Linked DNA regions of Sus scrofa: region 2 is linked to region 1. The links are chromatin contacts, called in public Hi-C maps. All regions are on one chromosome and are shown on one strand. The core of a region is the stretch at or near the end of the contact, and the rest is flanking DNA. Distances in the headings are between cores, read along the strand shown.

The links. A called contact is a pair of places that touch in the nucleus more often than the background predicts.
Region 2: a contact with region 1 is called in a Hi-C map of embryonic fibroblasts, with 2.0 times the contacts expected there. The contact joins the promoter of DSEL here to the enhancer-like site in region 1. A contact is called at or near these places in 4 of 47 Hi-C or Micro-C datasets (embryonic fibroblasts, epiblast stem cells, fibroblasts and 1 more).

What each region holds. Positions count from the first base shown.
Region 1 is chr1:154,780,341-154,786,185 of Sscrofa11.1, reverse strand. No RefSeq gene overlaps it. Among named protein-coding and RNA genes, the nearest start is that of DSEL, 140 kb to the left of the region's middle. Within about 2 kb of position 3,500, at least 3 of the 83 cell types and tissues checked have an H3K27ac peak or open chromatin away from gene starts, as enhancers often do. A contact at or near this core is called in embryonic fibroblasts, where this site is marked.
Region 2 is chr1:154,915,292-154,920,717 of Sscrofa11.1, reverse strand. It overlaps DSEL (dermatan-sulfate epimerase-like protein), which reads right to left and starts at 1,386. Exons shown (of 3, transcript XM_021099387.1): 1 at 1,027-1,386; 2 at 1-209. LOC110261617 (a long non-coding RNA gene) reads left to right here and starts at 1,647. Exons shown (of 3, transcript XR_002345981.1): 1 at 1,647-1,753.

The sequences.
Region 1 (5,845 bases), core at 2,251-4,750:
AGAGGGTCCTCACCGGGGAACCCAATTGCCTGGCACCTTGAGTTACACTTCCAGCATCTAGAAGTGTGAGGAATAAATGTATGTTGTTTAAGTCACCCAGTCTGTGGTATCTTGTTATGGTGGCCAAGCAAATGCATACACGTGGGATAGAAAATAAGGCATAATTTACCTTTACTCTCAAGGAGCTCATGTGGGGCTATAAGTGGAAAAATAACTATGTTATGATATAATAGTGTAGGAATTTTAAAAGAAATATAGATAAAATATTACTAGAATTTATCAATAAAATTGGCATTAGCAAAGAACTTTGAAAGTGAGGAAGATTTCTCAGGAAGTAAATATTCAAAGAGGGATGGAGAAATGAAATTATCCAGATAGGAGAATAAATGGGTATTTTAAATAAAAGTAAGTAATCCAGTTTGAGAGGATAATGAGGAGAGAAAAGGCAGAATGAACGTTTTAAGACAGGTGGTAACATATTGAGGAACATTCTAAATGGGGATGAATTTATTTAATTCTGTAGAAAATATATGCTATTAGAAGTTTATGGATGTGGCCAGGATATGATTCAAGATGTAGTACATGTGCTTGAATTGAGCAAAATGTAATTGGAAAGAAGGGGAAGAATAGGAGGCAATAAACATTGGGAAAAATGAGGATCTGAGTTATGTTGGTGATTGTGAAAATGCAAAGGAAGAGATATTCATAAGAAGTATCCGGCAAATTAAATAGGTAAGACTTGGCAAAAATAATAAATAACTGTTAGGAAACAGAAAAGTGTAAACCTGATTCTCTATTTCAAGCCATTATGAATCCATAATGTCACCATTCTTACGATGATGGCCAACCTCCCCCCACACACAGTGCGTGCACTCGCACGCACGCTCTCTCTCTCTCTCTCTCTCTCACACACACACACACACACACACAGTGTCCTCCAAGAAATCTCAGGATAGGAAAACATAGGCAAAATTTCACAAAAGAAACTTTGGAAATGTAATAACATCACAAGACTTGACAAAGGAAGCCAAGTTCAGCTATGGTTAATTAATTCATCTGTGAAGTTCATGTGGGCCAGACACTGCTTTCACAAGATTCTTCTTATGTCATATTTCTTCCCTAGAACAAGCTGATTCCTTATTAACTTATGACTAAATTTTAAAAAATGTCATGAAACCAAATGCTGATGAGGATTCAGAGAACTAGTGTCACTCATGCATTGCCAGTGAGAATGTAAAGTGGTAAAGCCACTCTGAAAACACATATGGAAGCTTCTTACAAAACTAAACAGATACTATCCACATAGCACAGCAAATACACACTTGCATATTTATTCCTGAAAAGTGGAACCATGTGTGCTCACAAGAAACTGACACAAAAATTCATAGCCCCAAATTAGAAACATCCCACATTTCCTTCCGTGTGATAATGGTTAACCAAACTGTTACATTCATACCATAGATCACTATTCTGCAATAAAAAGAATCAAACTAATGATACCTAGAACAACTAGACTAGATCTTAAAGAAATTATGCTGAATGATAAAAGCCAATCTCAAAAAGTTACTTACCGTCTGCTTCCTTTATATAGATAGGATTCTTAAAATGATAGAAGTGGAGAATGGATTAATTGTTGCCATGTATTAGGGAATCAAGGACAGAGAGGTGATTGTGTTACAAAAGGTGGCCTGAGGAAGTTTGTGACAAAATTGTTCTGCATTTTGACTGTGGTAGTGGTCTCATGAGTCTTTGCATGTAATAAAGTTGCATAGAACTAAATATACACACAAATAAGGGCAAGAAGATAGATCTAAATAACTTTGCTGAATTGTTTCACTGTGAATATCCAGTGTATGAAATTAATTAAAGTACATATATTTGTATGTTTATACATATACTTTAACTTCAATTTTTAATTTTAATCCCCACAAACAATAAACAACACAAAACTCTACATTCTGGCAATAGCAATTGTAAACTTCTAATACAGCCTTAAATGGTTGATACCTTTTCCAATGTAATGACTAGTAACACTTATTTACAGGCTTCTACAAAAGACTCTATTTTGGATCAAAAATGAATACAAGGCACTTTAGATTCTCCTCCTGTTATATAAAGAAAAGGCACTATTTTACAAGAGAAGCAAAGAAGAGAACAGGAAAAGAGTGGAGCAGTCGATTGAAAAATCCTGTCCCTTAAAATTAGCTCTCCTGCCATCACATACCAATTTTTCTAAACTCTGTTCTTATGCCAGAGACTGTTCATCTGAGGCAATAGACATATGGGTGACATTGTGGTCCCCAGGAGATTTATAATCTAGATGAGATAATGGTTATATGAACATAGTTTATTTGTGAATTACAATAGCTGAGGCCAGAGAAATGTGATAGAAGGACTTATAGAAAATATTCCTATGGCCTTTTGAGTTTGGGAGAATTTATGAAAGAGTTATACTTATTATTTTTACATTTAATATTTTAGCATTTTTCTCATATAATTGAGACTGGTAGTACATGAAGTGAGTATTCAACTCAAGATAGTAAAAGGGAGAAAAGAACATAATGGCCCAATGGAGGGAAAATAACATGGATAAAGCATAAATTGTTCAACTAAAATGTAGGCAATACAAGTAGAATTTAATAAGTCATTTGGAATCACTACTTTTGAAAAAAGTTTAATTGAACATATTGAAACCCATGACTACTGTGTTGATTAATGCTGCTGGGGAACTGTGCTGTATTTCATTTCTCAGATGCTGTGCTTTTCCATGGGTCATGCAGACCCCTCAGGCAACACGAAAGAGACACTTGATCATGGGCAGTCTTAAAATTCCCCATGTCCACATGTCCTCTTTCCTAAAATTGATACACTAGGAAGACTCTTGCTCTAATGCCAACCCTTCTCTTCCTTTCACTAACACTCTTCCCAATTTACCAAAGAGAAAGCATACCTCTCACAAATCATAAGTGTTGGTAGCACATAAAAACCTCCGGGAATCAGAACTAACTACTTAGAGTTCAGAAGTTGGTGTCAGAAGGGCCTTACTTAATAAAGGAATTACTTTTAGTGAAAATAGTCTTATGTATATATTTTTGTTAAAGGCAACTTGCAATGTTGAAAATTGCGTGTTCTAGCCCCTTTGAATAATGTTTTGAGTTTAGTCTTATTACAGAACTGGGTGAAGTGACTGATAACATTTTACTGAGTGATTCTGCTCCTTCCAACCCACATTCATTGTAAAGAGTCAGCATGGTGACTGCAAGGCAAGGACCAGAGAAACAGCTAAGCAGCATGACGCAGTTCAACTTAAACTTACAGCCAGGTGTCAGGATTCTCTTTCTAACTCAGAATTAGAACATTTGAGGATGATAAAGATGATGTTGAGAAATAGCAGTTTGTCAAGAAGTTTCCCTCTTGCAGCTCAGTAATGAGAAAGAGTTTGGAGAGTGTGTTCACTCAGCCCATGATTAATTCTGTGTTGCAACTGCACATTTTTTGTGACTTGAAGAAGAGGTGAAACATTAAACCTTATTTCCGATAAGACAGTGTTGCAATTTCATGTCTGAGTTGAATATGCACTAGTCATGTCTTTGTTTTATAGTTTCTAGGACATTTGTTCAGATGTGGGAAAGAACAATTTCCATTACTTTAAAAAATTATTGTAGAGACAAAATCCATATATAAATGTTCCATCTTGCCCAGAATATGAAATTCATTCTCCCAGGACCTCAAGCCAAAACACTGGGATCATCTTTGAGTTATTTCTTTTTCTCACAGTCCTTTTCCAAAGGTCTAGAAAAACTTATGGGCTCTATTTCGAAATATATCCACATTAATCACTTCTCACCACCTAGTCACATTGACTGCAGTCATAGCTAGCACCTTGATTCAAGTAAGAAATGATTTCATATCAATATTTTTTTCCTAATTTATCTCCTTCCTTCTGCTTTGCCTCCTTACAGACTAGTCTCAGCAGAGTGGCCAGAGCAATGCTTTTATAATACAACTCAGCTCCTGCTCTTCTATTTTAATCTTTTTAATAGAATCCCAAAATGTTTAGAGTCAAGTTCCTTAAAATAGTTTACAGGTATTTCATATTTTATAACTTCTACTTTAGAGAAAATACAAAAATTAGAAAAAAAAAAAGGATTGAACCCTCTTTCCTCTCCAATGTTGTCTCTTTCAACTCTCACCTTCTTCTCCCCATTCACCTGTAGAGTTTTCTGATGGCCCTCAAATGTGCCAGGAACATTGCTTCCTCAGGGAATTTGCCTGTGTCACTCCTGCTCCCTGATATTCCCACCTTCCACCCTTGCTTCTTACTGATCTGTGTCATTTGAGTAAAGCTAAGCTTTTATAACAAAGTGATCCTAAATCGAATATGCTGAACAAGGAGATCTTTACATCTCCCAATTCCAGGCACGTCATTGCTCCACATCACTGTCAAGGAGTCTATATCCTTTCCTGTTTAGTGTCTTTATTCCTTTGGGACACCATTGTCATCAGCATGGTGAACATGAAGAAAGAGAAAATCCAGGTCAAAAGGATTTACTTTTTAAAAAAGTATGGTGTATGGTGGATGATAATTTCTAGGTCCATCCATGCTGCTGCAAATGCTGTTATTTCTTTCATTTTAATGACCGAGTATATGTGTATATGTACTGCATCTTCTTTATCCACTCTTCTGTTGATGGACATTTAGGTTGTTTCCATGTCTTGGCTATTGTATAGTGTGCTGCAATGAACATTGCAGTACATGTGTCTTTTTGAGTCATGGTTTTCTCTGGATAGATGCCCAGGAGTGGCATTGCTGAATCAAATGGTAATTCTATTGTTAGTTTTCTGAGGAATCTCCATACTGTTTTCCACCATGGTTACACCAATTTACATTCCCACCAACTGTGTAATATGGTTCTTTTTTCTCCACACCCTCTTAGCATTTATTGTTTGTAGACTTTTTGATGATGGTCATTCTGGCCGGTGTCAGGTGGTACCTCATAGTGGTTTTGATTTGCATTTCTCTAATAATGAGTGATGTTGAACATCTTTTCATGTGTTTTTTGGCCATCTGTATGTTTTCTTTGGAGAACTGTCAGTTTAGATCTTCTGCCCATTTTTTGATGGGGTTGTTCATTTTTTTGGTATTGAGCTATAGGAAGTGTTTATAAAGTTAAGTCAGTCAGACAATGAGACACCAGCATCAAATGCTATCACTGACATGTGGAATCTAAAAAGAAGGACACCATGAACTTCTTTTCAGAACAGATACTGACTCACAGACTTTGAAAAGCTTATGGTTTCCAAATGAGACAGGTTGGGCGGTGGGGGATGTACTGAGGGTTTGGGATGGAAATGATATAAAATTTGGTTGTGATGATTGTTATACACCTATAAATGTAATAAAGTTCATTGAGTAATTTTAAAAAAAGTATGGTGGAAATTGCATGCTTTACTTCTGCTGTTCTTTCACTGCAAATAGTCATAGATGGTTACCAAGGTGATTAGAAAAGTAGGCTATGGCAGGACTACCATGTGTGCAGAAAGGAGGGGCAGCCAAGAGTAGCAAATAAGTAACCAAGGAACCTTTGGCCACATGGTCTTTGCTTAAATATACCTTTTGGGCAAGTCCCTCCCTGATCCTCCTATCTAAAATTAACCTCCCCAATTCTTTCAATTTATGTATTTATATATTTATGCATGTATATATGCATGTATGTATTTTGGGCTGCATGTGTGGCATATTGACGTTACCAGGCTAAGGGTCAAATCAGAGCTGCAGCTGCCGGCCTACACCACAGCTGCAGCAACACCAGATTGAGCCACATCTGCAACCTATACCAGCTCA
Region 2 (5,426 bases), core at 137-2,636, 140 kb before region 1:
TTACTTACTCATCAGCCCATTATGACCCAGAGAAAGCATTTTCCTGTCTTCGTTTATCAGCTTCATCAGTATGACTAGGAAAATCTCATCTCTTCAGCCACCTAGGTACTTCTCTTCCAATCATGAAGTAACCACCAACTGGGAAAGAAAACTCCCCTTTCACCAACAGTGAGGTCTCCTTTCTGCTCCTTTTTCATGACACTCTTTTTCTGGAGGAAAAACAAAACAAATTCTCTGAAGCTACTGGTAGGCTGGGAATGGACAAAAACGGAAGATTTAAATGCTCTACCATCCCTTCATAGAAATTTTAGAATCACAATAAAATCTGTTATTAAGTACAATCTAAGTTTGACCAAATGATTCTTTTTTCTTCTTATACTTTTCAATGCACACATTAGGATAACAATGAATAGTGGCAGAAGACAAGCGCTACAAGACAGAACTTACCCCGGAGTATTTAACTGTGTGGCTTGCTTTTAGTCTTGTAAAATGTTTTTAATTCAAGTGCAGTTAATACAAGGTGAGTCCTGCTGTCATTCTTGTTTGGATCATGAAGGACTCAGAGACAAAAAGCGAAAGTTGAAAGGACCATTTTGATTCAGTTCGAGGGTTTAGGTTTCAAGGGATCAGAAGGTGTCTTTGCAAGGGGAACTACCAAGAACAGGCACTTTTCTCCAAGGAGAAGTCATGACAACGTGTGGGAGCTCTGCTCCAATCTCTCTCGCCTGTGCCTCGTTTTACATCCTTACAAGAAGCCACCAGAGGGAGCTCAGACCCAGACTTAAGGAGCGGCTTCGCAGCTGCCCGTCTTGGCTTCTGAAGAACCTAAGCAAGTTTCAGTCTTGGACAAGTCTCCTCTCTGTGGGAAACATTAACGCTAGGAGTTTCCTGATCCGCCCTGCCTGCCTGTTGCATTTTTTTTTATTCGCTTCCTACGAACAGGCCAACTCTATCCCCCGCTCCCCATCCCCGACCTCCGGCTGTGGATTGGGGACAAGAGACCCCTAAATGGCCGAGTCTGCTTACCTTGGTAGGTCTGGATGGGGTCTCCCGGCAGCGGTGGGCCCCAACGAGACGGAGGCGGAGAGTTCGAGAAAACTGCTCTGCACAAGGAAACGGGCCGCTTGGTCCCCGGCAGGGCTCCCCGCGCCCCCTGCCCGGCACCCCCAGCGCTCCAACAGGCTGTGGCCCCGCGCTCGTCTCCCGCCCGGCACTGGACACGCCCGCTCTCGGGAAACGCCGGACGCCCCCGGGCAGCCCCGGACCGCAGAAGGCAGATGCGCGCGCCGTGGGCGCTCTCGGGGGACGCAGTGTCCAGCGGAGCGCTGGCGTCCCCAGGTCCCAATGCCGCCGCGGCCGCCGCTCCTCAGTGCCAGCTCCGGCGGCGCGGCCCGGAGAGGGCGAGAGACGGCGACGCGGGCAGGGGGCGGGGCGGGAACGAAACGAGGGCGGGGCAGGGGCGGGGCCTCTGGGCCTGGGAGGGCGAGGGACCGCGAGTCGGGCTGTGGGCGGGGCGGGAAAAGATGGGGCGTGGCCTCAGGGCCTCGGGCCTCCGGGAGAGCGAGAGCAGGAGATCTGGGGTGCAGGTTGTGGGGCGGGGCTGGAGAGAGGCGGGGCAGGGGGGTGGGGCCAGCGGCCCCCCCGCCCCCGAGATCCGAACCGGAGGAGTCTCTTAAGCTTGCGTGTTCCCGGCTGCAGTGGCTGCCTTGCGGTATGGGACGAGCGGGGCCCGAGCGGGCGGAAATTTGAGAGTGTGAGTGTCTGAAGACTTCTCCCGGCTGGCGGGAGGTCTCTGCTGATATTTCCCCTTTGGTTGTAAGGAAAGGACGATCAAACAGGGCTCGGAGGGAGAGGGAGATGAGAGAATGTTCTGGGTAGGATTAGAACTGTTGGGAGAAGCGGGCCGGGCAGGATGACGCTGTGGGATATCGGGAAGCACCCTTTAGGAACGACTGAGCAGTGAATGAATGTGAGTCAGCCTGGCTGAGGTTGGTGTCATTTAGAAATGCAAAATCAATGTACCAGATTAATATGACACTGACCTCCAGAGCACAGATACTAAAAATCAGAGGAAAACAAAAAAGACTAATCACCTTTATTGATTGAAATAAGTTCTCCAGCGGTATAAATATGGAAAATATGGGACAAACAGATGAAAGGAATCTCTTTCTTATTAAAGAAATGGAACCTGGAATTAAGACCCACAGGCATCGAAGAAAGTGTGGCTCAGGTACCATCATATGTGTGTGCAATTCCAGACTTTGGTACTCGTAGAGCAGCGGTGACTCCTATGTTACCGGACATAGGGAACTTCTCAGACATCTGAGATTACATTTCAGCAGGAGTCAACCTAAGGTTTGCCCTCTACCATCACAGATAACTTAGTAATAATAGGAAAACTGTGAAATATCAATTGTTTCAAATGAACAACCCCTCCCCAGTTGGGAATTGATGACACCTTCAGTTTCCTCCTATTCCATCCCATTTTGGTAAAATGAACAGATGTGCCTATTAAAAAGTGAGTGCCTTAGATCACTTAGTGGTAAAACCAAGCAGTAGATGTTGCTGGCAGAATAAATTTCAAAATAATTCACCTGGGAGGTGAAATGTGGCCTCTATCTCCTCATCGGTCTTCTCTTTTATCTCCTTGGGGACCCTCCTCCAGTCCAAATAGCCAAACTGGCTTTTGTTTTGGTGCTTTCATAACTATGCTTATCCTGTTCCTTCCTGCATAGCATTCTCTGCCCAACATCTCCATTTACTAGTTGAATTTTTTCTGACTGTTGAACTTCTCTTATCATACTTGTCTCAGCACAGATGCTTAAGTTTGTCTGTAAATACACCCTAGATTTTCCCTAACCAGAATGAATTACTCTAGCTCTCTATGATTTGTATCTATATTCAGCCTTTAGATCATTTGTTTTATGCTTAGTATTTTCCCTGGCTGACTCCTGTGTTCTGTTTAAATCTGTTTCAGGTCATGAGCAGTCTCTTAGTGCCCTTCATAAGGGCAGTATCTGTGTTTGAAATAAGTTGAACCTTCAGCAGTTGGACTCACATAGAGCATTGTCTCCTCCACTGAGGTCCATTCTGAAACAAGGATTCTCCTTGGAACTCCAGGGACAGAACTTCCTGTAAACATCTGGACTGTCCCCCCTGTGTGACCCAGATGAAAAAAGATGACCAAGGGCTTTCAGCCTCACTTATGGGAGAGAGTGGAGTTGGGGGTAAGAGGAGTCCAAACAGAGATTCTTATAATTTTCTGCAAAGAGGAAGCTTTGGAAACTGACTAAGAATCTGTGTAAACATAGTGAGTAAACATGCAGACCATTTCTCAGAACAAAATGTGTGGACAGGGTTCCTCTGTTCTGTGGATCCAAAGTGCCTCATGATGCTAAGGCAAGGTGGATGGTGGAGACTTAGAATGAACACAGACATTTTCCAGGGGAATATTTTAACTTCCAGCCAATCCTTTTCTTTTTAGGATTTAACATCAATATGATCATTTTCACTTTACAGATGAATGAATTCAGGTGCAGACATTGTGGCTCTCAGGTTTGCCCCATGCATCTGTGCTAAAGCCGGGGGATGGCCCTCACCTCTCAGCATTACCAAATGAGCTTTCAGGCTAATGCACTCTGAACTGGCATCGTCTCCCAGTTGTGAGTGCTTTGAAATAAAACAGAAGCTATGCTACAGCTGAACAATTCAAATCATTGGCAGAAAGTGTGGTAGGTAAATGGCACTATGAAAAATGAAAAGCATCTTGTTTCCTGTGAACTAAAAATGGATAGGTCCAATTATTGCCCCTTCCACACATGAAGACTGCACAAAGTTAGTTAATTATAAATAATTCATCCAACCATAGAAGGGATGAGCTATATGTTATATTACTGAGCTTTAAAAATCTTTATGAGTGTAGCAAGAGACACATATACCAACAGCTGCTAAATTCAGAATCCTGGGGCAGTATCTTATTTTAATATAAGGGAAGAACCACACAGTCTATCGCTCTAGGGATTTCCTGCTATATAAAAAGACCTTAAATCTACATGAGATTTTACTCGTGATTTCAAAGCACTTAATAAAAAGCTGTTTTGTTTTGTTTTTTAATTTGAATATCTTTTAACTCTACCCCCAGCCACACTATTTACAACACAGATAATGCTTTCTGGACTAGATTGCCCAAGGCAGAGGCTTCCTTTTTTCCTCCTGCCTATTTCCTTCTTTACTTTTTTCTTTTCTTTTCTTTTCTCATCCTTTCTTTTGTTAAATTCTTCAACACCTAGCTCAGAGCCCAGCACTTTGTGTTGTGTGTGCATTGACCGTTGAGCATGAATGATCACCCTCACTGCCAGAAGAGTAAAAAGTCATAAACATCGGAGTGGGTTGCTGAGCTCTGAGCAGAATCAGAAGCTCTAATTCTCCCAGTGGCTCTGCGGAACTTCTGCCTACTGCACAATCAGGAGTTGGAGCTGTGTCTTGGGGTGACTTAATTCAAGTAAAACCTCAGACTGGGATGTCAGCCAGCATTCTAAGGAGAACTTCTGTAAGAATGTTATGTCTTAAAATACGTAAATTCAAGTTCTGAGCCTTAGAACATAAGGCAAATAGTACCTTGCCTTACAGAAGGATAAAGTACAAGCAATAAAACAAGCCAAGTTGCTGCCTAAAGTCCCTTGACTGAAATCATATTTGTCCATGATCTCTTATTTTGGTGGACCTTTAATAACTGGGACAAGGATATTGAAGAACTAATTGCTGTGCATTCAGCAACTGACTGTGCGTGGGTCTGCAAGGCATGCAACCCATGCTTGTGCAGAACTTGGAAACTTGAATCTGGGGAAGACTTAGTTTTTCAAACTCTTGCCATAGCCCTTCCTTGATAGGGTTTTACCTATGAGAGCTCAGATGCAGATTTCTTGAGCCACTTAATCAAGGCCAGATGTATACTCTATTCATCCACTAGCACTGTTAGGATGAGTTTTGCCCCAGAGTTTGGGGAGAGATAAGCAGCTGTGATTGTACAGAAACAGACACCAAACTTAAGCTGAAAATTTTACTGCACAATTGGCCAGCAGTAGTAGGCCACACCAATAATAAAGACAAAACCACCAATTTAAAGCAGCAGTAGAATCTGGGAAATGCTCTTTCTGCAATTGCTTTGAATACAAAACATCTCAGAATTACAGGGATTTTGCCTGCAGAGTTGCTAATGAAGATGTGGCTGGCAGTGTCCCTCGAGTTTGTTTATCCAGCTGTACAAGAGTCTGTATGACAGTAACTGGATTTATAAAAATTTAAAAATACCAAAGCCAACTTCTGAAGAAAGAAGTTTCCCCTAAGTCCACTAAAACCTTGTATTTATAAATGAGAAGCTTTATTGCTACCACATCTGCTTATGTATAGGTGTGCTTTTACTTGAA